2 separate regions of the Sus scrofa genome follow, and region 1 is linked to region 2. Evidence: chromatin contacts called from public Hi-C data. All regions are on one chromosome and are shown on one strand. The core of a region is the stretch at or near the end of the contact, and the rest is flanking DNA. Distances in the headings are between cores, read along the strand shown.

Region 1 (3,248 bases), core at 29-2,528, 39 kb before region 2:
ATACAGATGTAAAACCCTATTCAAATATTAGGTAACCCAGTAATGAGTGTGTGGCAAAATATGATGATTATTAGATAATCTAATGTTAAATCAGTAGAAATTTGTATTGTGTGAAGGAAACTCCTTTCCAATTGCTATAAAATATATTGCTTCAAATTGAGCTTGGAACATGTGTCTTTCATTCAAATGGAAGTGAATTATGCAGAAGAACCAGAATACATTACTGTGCGCAGTCAGGAGGCACAGAGAATTACTTAAAACATTCCCCACCTTCACCCCCAAGAATCCAGATATAGTCCTCAGATGGCAGAGCGGAAAGGAGTGACTGACCAGGGAACCTACTTGTTCCCAGAGAATTTCCATGGCCTTAATCCAAGACAGGATTAAATACTTTCATGAGTAGGCAAAACCAACTGTGCTAATATGAGAAATTCATTACTACCCTGGGATTTAATATAACTAAATCATCAAGAAAACTGTATTCTGGAGTTCCCGTCGTGGCTCAGCAGTTAACGAACAGGACTAGATCCATGAGGACACGGGCTCGATCCCTGGCTTTGCTCAGTGGGTTACGGATCTGTCATTGCCATGAGCTGTGGTGTAGGTGCTAGACACGGCTCGGATCCCACGGTTGCTGTGGCTGTGGCGTAGGCCACAAGCTACAGCTCGGATTCAACCTGTAAACTCCTAGCCTGGGAATCTCCATATGCCACTGGTGTGGCCCTAAAAAGACAAAACAAACAATCCCCTCCCCCCAAAAAAACTATTCTATCATCAATTAACACTCAAACAGCAGGAAAATTATATTATACTTTGTATTTCATTATATATATTTATTTCACTATAATTCCAAAAAGACACAATAAAGCGATTCTCCTGGTAATATATTTAGGGACCAGTAGCTTCTGCTCCTTCGGGTGAAGGAATCCCTAAGGAGGAAAGATTTTGCACTCCCCCTCCCCGCCAACTGTCAGGCTCCAATCTCTCCACTCCTGTGTAATCAGCCTTAGAACATTTCCCTGACGCCAATATTTGACCTCCAGGAGAAGCAACGCGGCAACTACCCAACCATAACTGGGGAAACCTGAACCAGGGTCTGGACTTGGGTACCAGAAGAGAGGGAACGGGAAAGATTTCACCGTGGGGAGAGAGGCTGTGGGAGAGCTGTTTTGATGATTCCAAAGGCCCTAGATCCTAGCTGGTTGGGGATTTGTTGCGTAACTGATGGAAGATTCAGCTTCTCTCCGTGTCTGGGAACGGCCTGCTCTCTGCCTTTTTGCCCTAAACCGGGCTTTGGACTACATTTCCCAGATGGCTTTGCTTCCCGGCCTGTGCTACTTTATCAGGGCGTGTCTTGGAAGAGAAGCCCAATCCCCTAGCTACGCTGGGACCTCTCGCTGCGCTTCAGCAGCCGCAGCTGCCTCTAGGCAAGATGATTGGGGTCCTGCTCCTGCTCCTTCTTCTCCCTTTGCTCCTGTACATCGCTGTACCCCAAATCAGGTCTGTGCAATTGTATTCCCTTCTCTTGCGGAGTCTTTGGTGGTGTGTTGGGGGGAAACCTTCATTCTCATCGAAGCTCTGGTCTTCAAAAGTAGGAAGGGAAAACTCCCTGCGGGGCTCCAAGTAGGGGAGTTCGATTGGTCGGAGGCGATCCTGCTGCCCTGGATGCGGGAGGGCGAGATCGGAGACCCCAGGCGGTGGGAAGAGGCTGCAGTCCACAGAACCTTGCTTTGTTTCTCCTGACCCCCTTTTTCGTCTAAGCCGCCCTCGTTTCCGGCTCCAGGGAACCGCGAGGGCAAGGCTACCTCAGACACTTAAATTTACAGCTCTGGGGCTTTCAGACTATGAAGTGGGATGTAGCCCTCAAGATTGTTTTTCCCTTAGCTCCCGCACCTTGAACCTGCCCTGTTTAGCTTCTTCCTTCCAGCCTTTGAAGTACAATGGGGCGATTCGACTTTTTGCTCTCTAAAACTGCCCCTCGATGGGAGTCGTGACAACTGCAGCCTCATTGCTTGATCCTGTTGCTGTTAGATTCGCTTTTTCTCTGGGCAGGTGTAAGAGAAACAAAGGGTTTCATTATTCTACCCTGCGTTCGCAGCGGGAGCACGGGGAGGAGGGGAAGGGGCAGGGTCCAAGTCCTGCCCCGGGGTTTAGGGCTGGGGAGGAGAGGATTGAGGGTCTTGGTCTCTTAACTAGGTGGTACATCAGCCAATGGCTGGCTGAGAGCCCCAGAGGGTGGCAGGAAGCTGCACAACAGGCAGCCTGACGATTGGTTCTGAGTAAGTCACCAGTAGTGACGGCAGACCAGTGACTGAAGAGACACACTCTTTCCCTTGGTGGAGATGGGAGTGGGGGTGGGGGGACTTGTTAACTGAATGGAACTGGAAGGCCCGCTAGATCACTCTACCGTTTCTTAATACCTCCACCTCTTCTCTCCTCCTTCCCCACCTTTCTCGAGCCCCTCTTGCAGTTGTACTTTTCCTTCCCTCTGAACACGCAGTGCTCCCACCTCTTAGACACACACGGGTGCAGGTACTGGGATGAAAAGGCTGCCTTTTATCTCTTTGCATCACAAAGTCCTCTTAGCCACTTAGAATCTCAGTGAAAAGTTGCACCAGAACTAAAAGCAGTGCTCATCTCTTAAAGAGATTTTTCTAAGGAAAGTTATACTCAAAGGGTTGTGATCCCAGCCCCCTAGCTAGGTCATAGGGACTAGACCAGTGCTGGACTTTCATGGACTTTTATGGTTGGTTGTTTCTTTCCTTTCTGCTGGTTAGAAGGGAGAGCTAGGTCTCTACCTGGGTCCTGATATGTTGTGGCTCCTGGAGCTAAAGCTGAAAGGGATGTGGGAAACTGAGCAGCAGGGCTTGTCCTGAGGGGGAGGATATATATCCCTTGGTAAGCACCGTGAGTTAGTTTACTTCCTTATTGACCTGTTTCTTCTAAGCAGGAACTTTGGTGGCTAGAAGTGTGTACTTTGCCATTCTAAGTTCAGTGAAAACGGTTGAAATGCTCCTTAAAAATACATCTCCCAGTCAACAGATTCTGTTAAATTGAGTCCCCAAGACTTGCAGAGAAAACAATCTGAGGCCGGCTGATACCTGTTTGTGCATTCACTCCTTTGGAGAAGCAGGAAAGTATAAAGAAGGACTCTCATTAAACCAGGACTTGAATCTCAGCTCCCTTTTGAACTGTTTCTTTTTTTCCTTTTTTTTTTTTTTTTTTTTTGTCACAACATGCAATGGCCT
Region 2 (2,994 bases), core at 386-2,885:
GATAATAGTGTGGAACTGAATTAATATTTAATGTATATTGAACTGTCAATCACAAATAAAAACTTTTGATTATGTATCATGTTTTTATTTACCAGAATGAAAACTGTCAGCATTAAACAAATTTAATTTGAACCAAAAGAAGAAAATAATTAAAGTTTAATTAGAGTCAAAGGAAGAAAACATTTCATTATTATAGTTATGCAGTCATTTCTCATTCTGAGAATAATTTGTCCCAGAGTCTAGTACAGTACAGTCTCAATTCAAATGCCATTAACTCTGGTTATGCGATAATTTGATTAGTCATTCACCCATTTTCTACTAATCTTTCATGAAGAAAAGATCACTTTTTCCATCCCAGGCTATTTGTTACTTCTTTTTGTACCTGTCCCTTTTATTTATAACACAATGCTATGGGACTTACCACAGTACACTGCCACTGATGACCTCAGACTTTGCTATCTATCTCTATGTTCAATATTAGGAGCTCAACAAAAATTTGTTGAATCAATGATCAATGAATTCGGTCTAATAAAAAACTAGGGTCCAGGAGATAAAAATTACCAAATCATTTACCCCTGGTCAGTCATATATTTTTAACATGTGCGGGCAGTTTTAAGTATTCCAGAATGGGCTCCATAGGCAAACTCATCAGTGAAAATAGGAATTTTCCTCCATTAAATCACGAAAACCCACGAAGTGCAGAAAAAGATCTTGTAATTGTTAACACATTACACTTGAGAGAGAGCTGATAAAAGCCAGGTCTGCCTTCATTATAAATTACCCAAGCGCAGAGAGAAACTTATTCACCAACACTTTCCCAGATCCCACCACAGTGACTACCCTTAAATTGACAAACACCGGCTAAGTGAACGAGTGCACCGCAGCTGCGGCGGCTAGAGGGTGAGTATTTTAGGGGCCACCCTGCCCGAGGGCCACTCCTGAAAGCATATGACTGATCACTTGACTCCCAGTCAAAGTGCTTTACTGCTTGAGAGCAGGCAGGAACCTGACCCAGCTATTTTCCGAAAACTGAAAGCTAACAGTCATAATGTGGACTGAATCAGAGTGGCCAAACATTACCACCAGAGTGAAGACGACGACCACGCGCTACCGATATGTTAGCGTCACGTCCGCGGCCGCGGCGACCACAGGGCCACCGCCCCCAACGATGCGTGACTTCCGAGTAGGGGCGTTTTCCGCGCCGAACTACAGCCCCCAGCATGCACTACAGCCCCTCGACGGAAGGCGGATCCCGAGAGGGAGGGGGCCGTGCCGCCCGGCCTGCGGGTCCCCAAAGTCCCTTCCGCTGTGGCGCTCTCCCCGACGCCGAGCTGGGTATTTCCCGGGTTCCGAGACTGCCGGCTAGCGTCAGATCGCTGCCACCCCCGCAGGAGTCGCCCGGGCAGCGCACGCTGCCAAACTTTCCGTCAGGCTTTGGCGCCTGGCGCGCCGTCAGTGACGCCATGCAGGGGGTGGGCGTTCCGGTTCGGCAGGACCCCGCCGCGGCGCCGGAAGCGCCTCGTCCTGGGAGGTGGTGGCGGCGGTCGCCGTGATGCCTGCGGGGCTGGGCGGCTGACGGTGGCGTAGAAGTGGGCCCCGAGCCCTGAGTCTCGGCGGCCGCTGTTGTAGAGCGGCCTCCGCCATGGCCACCTCCGCCGCCTCCTCGGAGCATTTCGAGAAACTGCACGAGATCTTCCGCGGCCTCCATGAAGACCTACGAGGGGTGCCGGAGCGGCTCCTGGGGATAGCAGGGACAGGTAAGGCGGGGGCGGGCTGAGCCTAGGGGAACCCGGCTCCGCCAGCTCTGCGAGGAAGGGCCCCCACCCTCTTCTCTCGCTTCTCATTCTCAGACACGCCCCCTAAGGTTGGCTGGGTCCAGGCACCCGGGAGCTCCCTACTGCCAGGTGTTCCCTTTTGATCCTATAGCGTTCAGATTTTTCTCGTTTCGTCTTCAGCGTGGCAAGAAGAGTACAGACCTTAAATCTGAGATGCTGTGTTTCAGTAGAATGGGTTTCTTTTGTAGCTTTCTGTATTTTTGTTTTATATATCCAAAACTATTTTCAAAAGAGACCCAGACTGGCAGAAGAGCCGTAGCACAAAAAAAGTTCAGAACCCAAAGGAGTCATAACTCTGGGGGTTGGTAAGTAACCAGTCTTGGAGGGGGGGTTCTTTAAAATCAGGATTGTGATCATTAGGTATGGTCGTCCTCTGAACTCCGCCTAGACTGTTTCTTGCTCCTTGATTTTAAAGTTCGGATTGCTGCAGGTTTTGCTTGGAGGAAATAAAGAGTTCGAATTCACATAGGGAAGTTTGCCATAGTTTTTTGTCCTAAGACAAATAGCTCTCCATGGCAAAGCAGGTAAGATTTTTGTTGTTTTTACTTAAGTGTCAAAGCTTGAGTGTTTGCTCTGTGAGTTCCTCAAGGTCATATGAATTGACACACTGGTGAGAATTATATCTTTGTTTAACATATTTATTGGAGGAGTCTGCTGTGTGCTAGGCACTGTCCTAGATGCTGGTAATATTACAAACTACAGTGAAAACGCTTAAAGTCTCTTCTATAGGTTGATGATAATATAAATATCAAGAGGTGGTGCGGAGTTCCCGTCATGGCTCAGTGGTTAACGAATCCAACTAGGAACCATGGGGTTGCGGGTTCGATCCTTGACCTTGCTCAGTGGGTTGATCTGGCGTTGCTGTAAGGTGTGGTGTAGGTCGCAGACTCGGCTGGGATCCCGCATTGCTGTGGCTCTGGCGTAGGTGAGTGGCTACAGCTCCGATTCAACCCCTAGCCTGGGAACCTCCATATGCTGTGCGAGCAGCCCAAGAAATGGCAAAAAGACAAAAAAAAGAGGTGGTGTTAAAGCAATGTGAGAAAATAAAACAGGGCAAAGAAATAGGGAGGGGGCTCTAGCTTTAACTTGAGTAGCTGTGAAAGGCCTCTTTGAGGAGGTGATTTGAAGTTAAGTTGAGCAGAGATTTGAAGTAAGGGGG

Evidence for each region. A called contact is a pair of places that touch in the nucleus more often than the background predicts.
Region 1: a contact with region 2 is called in a Hi-C map of liver, with 4 times the contacts expected there. The contact joins the promoter of RDH11 here to the promoter of VTI1B in region 2. A contact is called at or near these places in 1 of 5 promoter capture datasets (liver), 7 of 47 Hi-C or Micro-C datasets (fetal heart ventricle, heart right ventricle, liver and 1 more) and 2 of 2 datasets of contacts at active chromatin or transcription factors (alveolar macrophages and skeletal muscle).

Annotation. Positions count from the first base shown.
Region 1 is chr7:91,450,560-91,453,807 of Sscrofa11.1, reverse strand. It overlaps RDH11 (retinol dehydrogenase 11), which reads left to right and starts at 1,278. Exons shown (of 8, transcript XM_005656347.1): 1 at 1,278-1,500. The coding sequence starts at 1,433.
Region 2 is chr7:91,412,121-91,415,114 of Sscrofa11.1, reverse strand. VTI1B (vesicle transport through interaction with t-SNAREs 1B) reads left to right here and starts at 1,635. Exons shown (of 6, transcript NM_214437.1): 1 at 1,635-1,757. The coding sequence starts at 1,643. It overlaps RDH11 (retinol dehydrogenase 11), which reads left to right. Exons shown (of 8, transcript XM_005656347.1): 8 at 1-74.